Regions from separate parts of the Sus scrofa genome. Here region 2 is linked to region 1. A link is a contact called in public HiChIP or PLAC-seq data. All regions are on one chromosome and are shown on one strand. The core of a region is the stretch at or near the end of the contact, and the rest is flanking DNA. Distances in the headings are between cores, read along the strand shown. Region 1 has its middle 52 kb from the start of PIWIL4. Region 2 has its middle 63 kb from the start of CWC15.

The links. HiChIP or PLAC-seq counts read pairs in DNA pulled down with a chosen protein or histone mark.
Region 2: a contact with region 1 is called in an H3K27ac HiChIP or PLAC-seq map of skeletal muscle. The contact joins two enhancer-like sites. A contact is called at or near these places in 1 of 5 promoter capture datasets (liver), 26 of 47 Hi-C or Micro-C datasets (adipose tissue, alveolar macrophages, brain and 14 more) and 1 of 2 datasets of contacts at active chromatin or transcription factors (skeletal muscle).

The regions. Positions count from the first base shown.
Region 1 is chr9:26,753,347-26,757,092 of Sscrofa11.1, forward strand. No RefSeq gene overlaps it. Among named protein-coding and RNA genes, the nearest start is that of PIWIL4, 52 kb to the left of the region's middle. Within about 2 kb of position 1,670, at least 2 of the 83 cell types and tissues checked have an H3K27ac peak or open chromatin away from gene starts, as enhancers often do. A contact at or near this core is called in skeletal muscle, where this site is marked.
Region 2 is chr9:26,982,351-26,986,096 of Sscrofa11.1, forward strand. No RefSeq gene overlaps it. Among named protein-coding and RNA genes, the nearest start is that of CWC15, 63 kb to the right of the region's middle. Within about 2 kb of position 2,026, at least 7 of the 83 cell types and tissues checked have an H3K27ac peak or open chromatin away from gene starts, as enhancers often do. A contact at or near this core is called in skeletal muscle, where this site is marked.

The sequences.
Region 1 (3,746 bases), core at 420-2,919:
CTAAATCCGAGTGTCAATTCTCAGTCCTCATCTTAACCTGAGCTGCCACAGCATTGACCCACTAGGTCACTTCCTCCATCTGGAGATGCGCTCCATGGCCTCTAGGATAACACACGTGCCTGGTTTCCTGCCTGCCATAGCCATCCCTCAGTCTCAGTTTCCTTTGCTGGTTTCTCCTCATCTTGTATCCCTTTCACACAAGAATGGCCCGGGGATGCGAATATGGTGACGTGCACAAATATTGTGATGCCAGACAGACTGGAGTTCCAAGTTCTTCTTCCAAGAAAGAGATGGTGGGAGGCAGTAGTGGAGGGGGGAGCGGAGAGCCAAAGATTCTCCCTCGAGGGAATGAGGGGAAGCAGACACCAACACAGAGATTGTGTAAGATGTCCCTGGACATCGTCCTCTAACTGGAGAGTTTCATCCGGGTCTGGCAAAAATGCACCCAATGTGGTGCATTCTAGTAAGAGGAACAGGAACCTTTTGTGGGGTGTGCGGGTGGAGCGGGGGTTAATGCATTGCAGGCACAGTGCCAAGCACTTTACATGCACCTTTAATCTTCATGACAATTGTATGAACTTGGCATTATAATGATCATTTTACAGACGCTAAAACTGAAATTAAAGATGCCATGTGGTTCACCAAAGTTTAAAACATAAATAACTAATCTTGGAGCTAGAATTTGTCCTCAGATGGGTTTAACTCCAAAATCTATGATATGAACCACAAGATTCTACTGCCTTAATAAAAGGTATGATAAGCTGGAGTGTAGGTCGCAGACCCAGCTTGGATCTAGGATCTTGTGGGCTGTGGCTGTGGCTAGCAGCTCTAGGTCCAATTTGACCCCTAGCCTGGGAACTTCTATATGCTGCACCTGTGGCCCTAAAAAGCAAAAAAAAAAATGGGGGGTTATTGTAAGATTTAAAAAATTTCTCCCAGAGATCTTAGATGAAGGAGTTCCTTATTTGATTTAAAGTTGGCATCTTATAGCAAGACTTTAGAGGCAAGGCGCTGTACAAGTCCAGAGTGGTTGTGTTTTCGTGTTGATTATATTGTTTTCTTCCTGCCACATATGAGGATGACAGTGCCACCAGCTACGAGCCGGCTGGTATAAACCTACAGGCATCATTATGATTAGGCAATCCAAAAGTCTGTAGAGCTTACTTACTAAATACTACCCACGGTAGTGGCTTTTTACCATTTTAACCCACCAGGGGGCACACAAGGACTATTGTATGAGCTCTTTGGCATTGCCATGTCCGTGTGGTACAACAGAGTTTGGAAGAACGGTCAACTTCACGTCATCTCCAGAGGGCAACATGGATTAGAAACTCTTCATTTGAGCTCTGGTTCCAATTCTTTTTGCTTTAGGAAATGATAATGTCCTCTCTCTGACCCTGTTACCCAATCTGCAATAGGAGAAGGGCTTGGAATAGGCCAGTGGTTCTCAATTTCGGAAACCTGAGAAGTTCCCATATTTAAAAACTTAAAAAAAAAAAAAGAATGAAAGAAAAATACCTGAGCCCATCTCCAGAAATAGAGATTTTATTGATCTGAGATGAAGCCTGATCATGAGGTGATTTTGGTGGGGTGTCAGGGTTGAGGACAACTGGTCTAGGGCAGCCCTGGGTTTGAATCCCAGAACTATCACTTATGAGCTTGAGCAAGTGACTTAACCTCTCTGAGTTCAGTATATCCACCTGTAAAGACACCTAACAAGGTCCGCATTGTAGGGTTGTTGTAAGGATTAGAAATGTTCAGTCTAGAGTACCTGTGTGTAATCAAGAATGCCACATTATTATACTTCATGAGAAGAAAAGGGTCAAATGATGTAATTTAGTCAACAAATACTCATGGGTCCATATAATGTGCCAGGCACTGTGATAAGTTCTAAAACTGGCAGAACACTGTAAATCAACTGTACTTTAATAATTTTTTTAAATTGAAAGTGAAAAGTACAATTTAATCTGAACAATACAACTCAGGCATGTGACAGCACTTCCCAAAAGCAGTTTACTTTTCATGTCTGAGGCTTTGAAGTGTGTCAGGAAGATGTAAGAGTGAACTGTCCCATGGAAAACTGCCAACCTGAAGTCCAAAATTTTTAAAATGTGACGTCTCAAGGTAAATAGTGGTTTTTTTTTTTTTGTCTTTTCTAGGGCTGCTCCCGTGGCATATGGAGGTTCAAAGGCTAGGGGTCTAATGGAAGCTGCAACCTCTGGCCTACACCACAGCCACAGCAACTCCAGATCCAAGCCACATCTGGACCTACACCACAGCTCACGGCAATGCTGGATCCTCAACCCACTGAGCAAAGCCAGGGATTGAACCTGCAACCTCATGGTTCCTAGTTGAATTTGTTAACCACTGAGCCATGACAGGGACTCCTCAAGGTAAATAGCTTTAAATTTGGAAAATAATTGATGGATTAAAAGAGAACCAAATAGAAATTCTAAAAACGAAAAACAGAATCATTGAAATAAAAAAAATTTCAATAGATGTATTGAGCAGGAGGCTAAAAACAGACAGAGGATTAATAAATCAGAAAGCACACTTTAGGAAAGCACTTCAAATGCAGTACAAAGAGACAACATGGAGTGTAAAATGAGACACCTCACCACTCATTTGGTAGAAATTCCTGAAACAGGGAATACAAAGAACGAGGTAGAAGGTGGAGGCATGTCTCAAGAGATGATGCTTTCAAATGGTCCACAACCGAAACATACATTCTTAGGGTGAAATAAATCACAAGGAGAATAGAGTGAAATAAATCACACTAATATAGTGTGATGAAAGTATAAAACATCAAAGAGAAAGGGAAAATCTTCAGATTCTCAGACAGAAGTGTAGACTCATGGACTGCCTGCAAAGAAACAATGGTACCACCTGTAGGCTTTACGTTGTAAGAATACATTAGAAAAAACTGTATAATATTTTCAAAGTTTTGAGAGAAAAGAGAAAATAATGAAGCTAAAATTCTATGTGCAGCTAAGTGATCTTTGAAGAATGAGTGGCAAACTTAAAAATTCAAATATAATGAGAATTTACTGCCCTCAGACCCTTGCTGAAAGAATTACTAAAGAATATACTTCAGCATGGTGGAAAATAAACCCATGGAAAAAAGCAAGGATGAGTAAAAAAATGAGTAAAATATGTTGTAACTCTAAATTAATATTGTCCCTTTAACAAAAACCCATTTTTAAATTCCTGTTAGTAAAAAGTTGGAACTCAACAGGGGCAACAGGAACACAATGAGATGAAAGCATTTAGGAACAAGCTAAAGTGTCCCATGTCCTTACCTTGTTAGGGAGGAGGTTAGAGATAGTAACTTTACATTTGATTAGAAGAAAAAATAGAAAGAGACCCACCTTGAATTAATAGCAAAAATAAAACTGGATAGCAATATTGGTATCAAACAAAACAGAATTTGAGGCTAAAGGTAGGGATATTACACATTTGTAAATGCAGCAAAATTAAAAAGGTCCAAGAAGAGGGAGTTCCCACTGTGGTTCAGTGGAAACGAATCTGACGGTATCCACAAGGATACAAGTTTGATCCCTGGCCTCTCTCAGTGGGTCAAGGATCCCGTGTTGCTGTGAGCTGTGGTATAGGTCACAGACAGGGCTTGGATCCAGCATTGCTGTGGCTGTGGTGTAGGCAGGTAGCTGCAGCTCTGATTTGACCCTAGCCTGAGAACTTCCACATGCTGTGGGTGCGGCCCTGAAAAGAAAAAAAAGAAAGTCAAT
Region 2 (3,746 bases), core at 776-3,275, 230 kb after region 1:
TCCAGTGGTGATGGTGACACGATCCTTTCCCCAATCCCTGGCTCTGGCTTTGTGCAGAGTGTCTATCAGATTTTGACAAACAGTTTGCTTTCGGAGTAGCCTGTCAACAGAAGCCCAGCTCACGATTCACTTAGCAGGTTTCTACTGAAAATGAATCATGGGCCCTACACACTTCAGATCCTGGGGGGCACGGGGAGATAGCTCTGGCAACTCCTGCCCTGAGGGAGGCGGAGGGGAGACTGAGGCGAGCTGACCGACTCCCTCCCGTGTGCCAGCCGTTTTCCACCAGTCACTGCACTGGGTCCTCAGGACAGCAAGTACGGGGGGATTCTTCAGCAAATGACCCAAAGTCCACCCTATCCAAGTAAGTGGTGGCACCTGAGCCCAAGCCAGACCTTCCCACCGTATCATGCAGCCTCCGCATTGAAGTCTGAGATCACAGGTACAGGAATGAATGTGCTCTTTGCTCATCTTTGTTGGGGAAGGTACACCAGGTCCCTGGACCCATCTCTTAAGACCCCACCACCCACGGCAAGCAGAAAACATGTGGCTGATTGCGCCCTGCCCCAAGCTGCTGTCCCCAGTGGGGGGGGGGGGAGGGACGGGGACACAGATGTTCTGCCAACGTGGTAGTCTCACAGTCGGGACACAGGAACAGAGACCAGACTGAATCTTTCCCCCCTTCTGCCTTCTCTAGTAAGCGTCCACAGCCATCAGCAGGGCCCTTCAGCTGTCCTGTCCCAGCCTTTCCAGAAAAGCCACTGAGAGGGGCTCCCCAAAGGAGCCAGGGGAGATCCCTGCCCTTCTGTCTCTCGACGGTCTATGTACTTTCTCGATCTCATTTCTCCTGGGAGGGAGGCAATATCCATTCCCCTTTATTTATTTATTTAGTCTTTTTAGGGCCACACCCACAGCATATGGAGGTTCCTGGGCTAGGGGTTGAATCAGAGCTGCAGATGCCGGCCTACACCACAGCCACAGTAACTCAGGAACTGAGTAGCATCTGTGACCTACACCACAGCTCATGACAACACCAGATCCTTAAGCCACTGAGTGGGGCCAGGGATCAAACCCACATCCTCATGAATACTAATCGGGTTTGTTAATTGCTGAGCCACAATGGGAACTCCCTATTTATTTTTTTTAATTTGTTAAATTAGGGGTTTCCCGCGGTGGTGCAAAAGAATCTGTGGCATCTCTGGAGCTCTGGGACGCAGGTTCAATCCCCAGCCTGGCACAGTGCATTAAGGATCCGGTGTTGCTGCAGCTGTGGCATAGGTTGCAGCTGCAGCTCAGATCTGATCCCTGGCTAGGGAGCGCCATATGCCTAGGGGCAGCCATAAAAAGAAAAAAGAAAAAAAAATCATTGAATTAGCTGTCAGTAGTTTCTGTCTTGCAAAATAAAAATTTCTTTCCCGCTTCTTCCCTCTGTCACATCATCGCTCCCCCTTCCCAGGGAATTCACAAATTCAGTCTCGGGCACATGCCACAGAGGTGCAGACATGCACAACTGATGCCATACTTCAGTAATACACAGATGTCATAAAGGGAAAACGCAGAGCCAGTCACTTCCCCAGTCACCTGTGCCTCTCATATCTGAAGGGGAGTCCATGGCTTTTGGGCTCTGGTGACAAACACCACTGCCTACATGTGTTCCCTGGACAGTAACACTGGGCATTCACGGCTGATAAGTGTGAAATCTTCACCTAGTAACATCCCCACCTTATGCAAAATGCGTTTCTTCAAGAACCTAATTATATCTTTCATCGCTATTTAGTTATATGCTATGAATGCTGCTTAGGGCTGGCTACAGGATTCCTTGTTACCAGCTGGGAAAACGAGAACTGAGAACTGGGGCTTCTTCCCAAGGTCGTGGTGAAATGCCAGCGGAGCCAGATGCAAGCTGGGCACCCCCTCCCCTGCAGCCCTTTGAGTGCTTTTTGGGCAGAGCGAGCCATCTGTGCTGATGCCGGGTGGGCACTGGGTCTTTTCAGAGCCCGGTGCCCTCTCCTGCCTGGGATCAGTAAATGGAGAAGGGAGGGGTGGTGTGCCCCTGTCAGGCAGTCACCTGAGGAGAGCTTCATGTCCAACTCGAATGCTAAAGAGCCAAGAGATTTCACAAGGCCCCATTCCAGATGGAGAGGTTGGGATTTCTCCCAGGGTCAGAGCCAGGAGGGTGGGGCTTAGGAGAGCGAGGTCACAGCAGGCAACGCTTGAGGACGCCTCCTTTGTCAGCCTCTAAACCTATGACCTAAAACCTCTGAGCACGGCTGAGAGAATGACCACGCAGCAGGACAGCAGATGAAAACAGAGCGGGGGGTGGGTGGGGGGCTCTCTTTGCATTTGAGATACAGAATTGGGGAGATAAAGCCCATCACAGTCTGGTGGGGACCACATAGAGCAGGTGGTTCTTCAGGATTCTCAGCATGTGGAGAATGTCCAGAGCCTCACTAATAACTCAGAAACATGCTTAAAGGAACACATGCGTGTTAGCTCAACATACCCTTTCTGTGTTAGATGAAAGATGTGGAGACAAAGAAGAGGCTGCACCTGCCCTCTGTGCCCTGCCCTCCAAGCTCAGAGTCTGGGTGCAAAGACCAGAAGGGACCACAATAGCACAAAAGTAAATGTCAAACTCGTGGGTGGGACAGGTCGCTCTGTTGGTCTAAAGGAGCAGGGAAATAGAAAGGCAGGCGACAGGTGAGTTGCATGTGGATGAGTGAGAAAAGGAGACAGGGCTGGGGTCCGAGGGCAGAAGAGACGGTGGCACAGAGCCAGGGCATGCACAGGACACCTGGGCTCTGGTCTGCAGGGCAGGTGGAAATAAGGCTGGGTGGCCGTGCCCTGAGCTGCTGTGCCAAAGACTCCAGCCTTCGTCCTGTGGCCATCGATGTTGGGAGCTGGCAAAGGAATATTTAATCAGGACTGGAATTGGATGGAAGATATTTTATAGGAAGATAACTAAGGGCTGCACTGAGTCCACAATGTGAGGAAGGGACAATAATGACACTGGGTGTTTCTGTTTTCTGCGGCCAGGTCTCAATTACTCCCACACACAGGGCAGACACCAACCATTTATTTTGGGCAAAACTTTGCAATTTGGGCAGGGCTTGGAGGGGGGGTGGGGGTAGTTCATCTCTGCTTGGCTCAGCTGGGGGCGCTCAAAAGCATGGGGGCTACAGGAGTGGGGAGTCCTGGCACATTTCCCTCTGTGGTGGCTCCCAGGGGCTCTCCAGTGGTGGTAGCTCGGGGTGTCAAAGGCACATGGAGGGAGAGAAGGAGAGCAGGTGAGCCATGTGTTGTTTTGTGCAGAAGACCAGGAAGCGAGTTGCTTCACTTGCCTTGTTGGGGTAGAAGTGGTGGGGGTGTTAATCTGTCTGGCCAGAGGCAAGGGATAAACCAACCAATGAGGTGGGGCTGAGGTGGGGGTGGGAGGGAGGCGTTTGCAGACCCCGTGCAGCTTCACAGACATTGGAAAGTACAGAGAGCTGGCCCCAAACCCAGGGGTGTGGCCAATGCATTGAGTCAGGGCTCACAGCTGTGCCCCAGGAGGGCAGGGGGGCCTGGATTTAGGATAAATGGGTCAAGAATGCATAACAAAGGAGCTGCAGACAAGGAGGCAGGAGCCGCCTGGAATCGTCAGCATCTGATCACCTAAGACCTCCATTCTTAGCCGAGCCCACTTTTGCTCTAAGGAGAAAGCCGAGCGCTCTTTGGTTGTATATGGGAAGGCACACGGTCCTCCC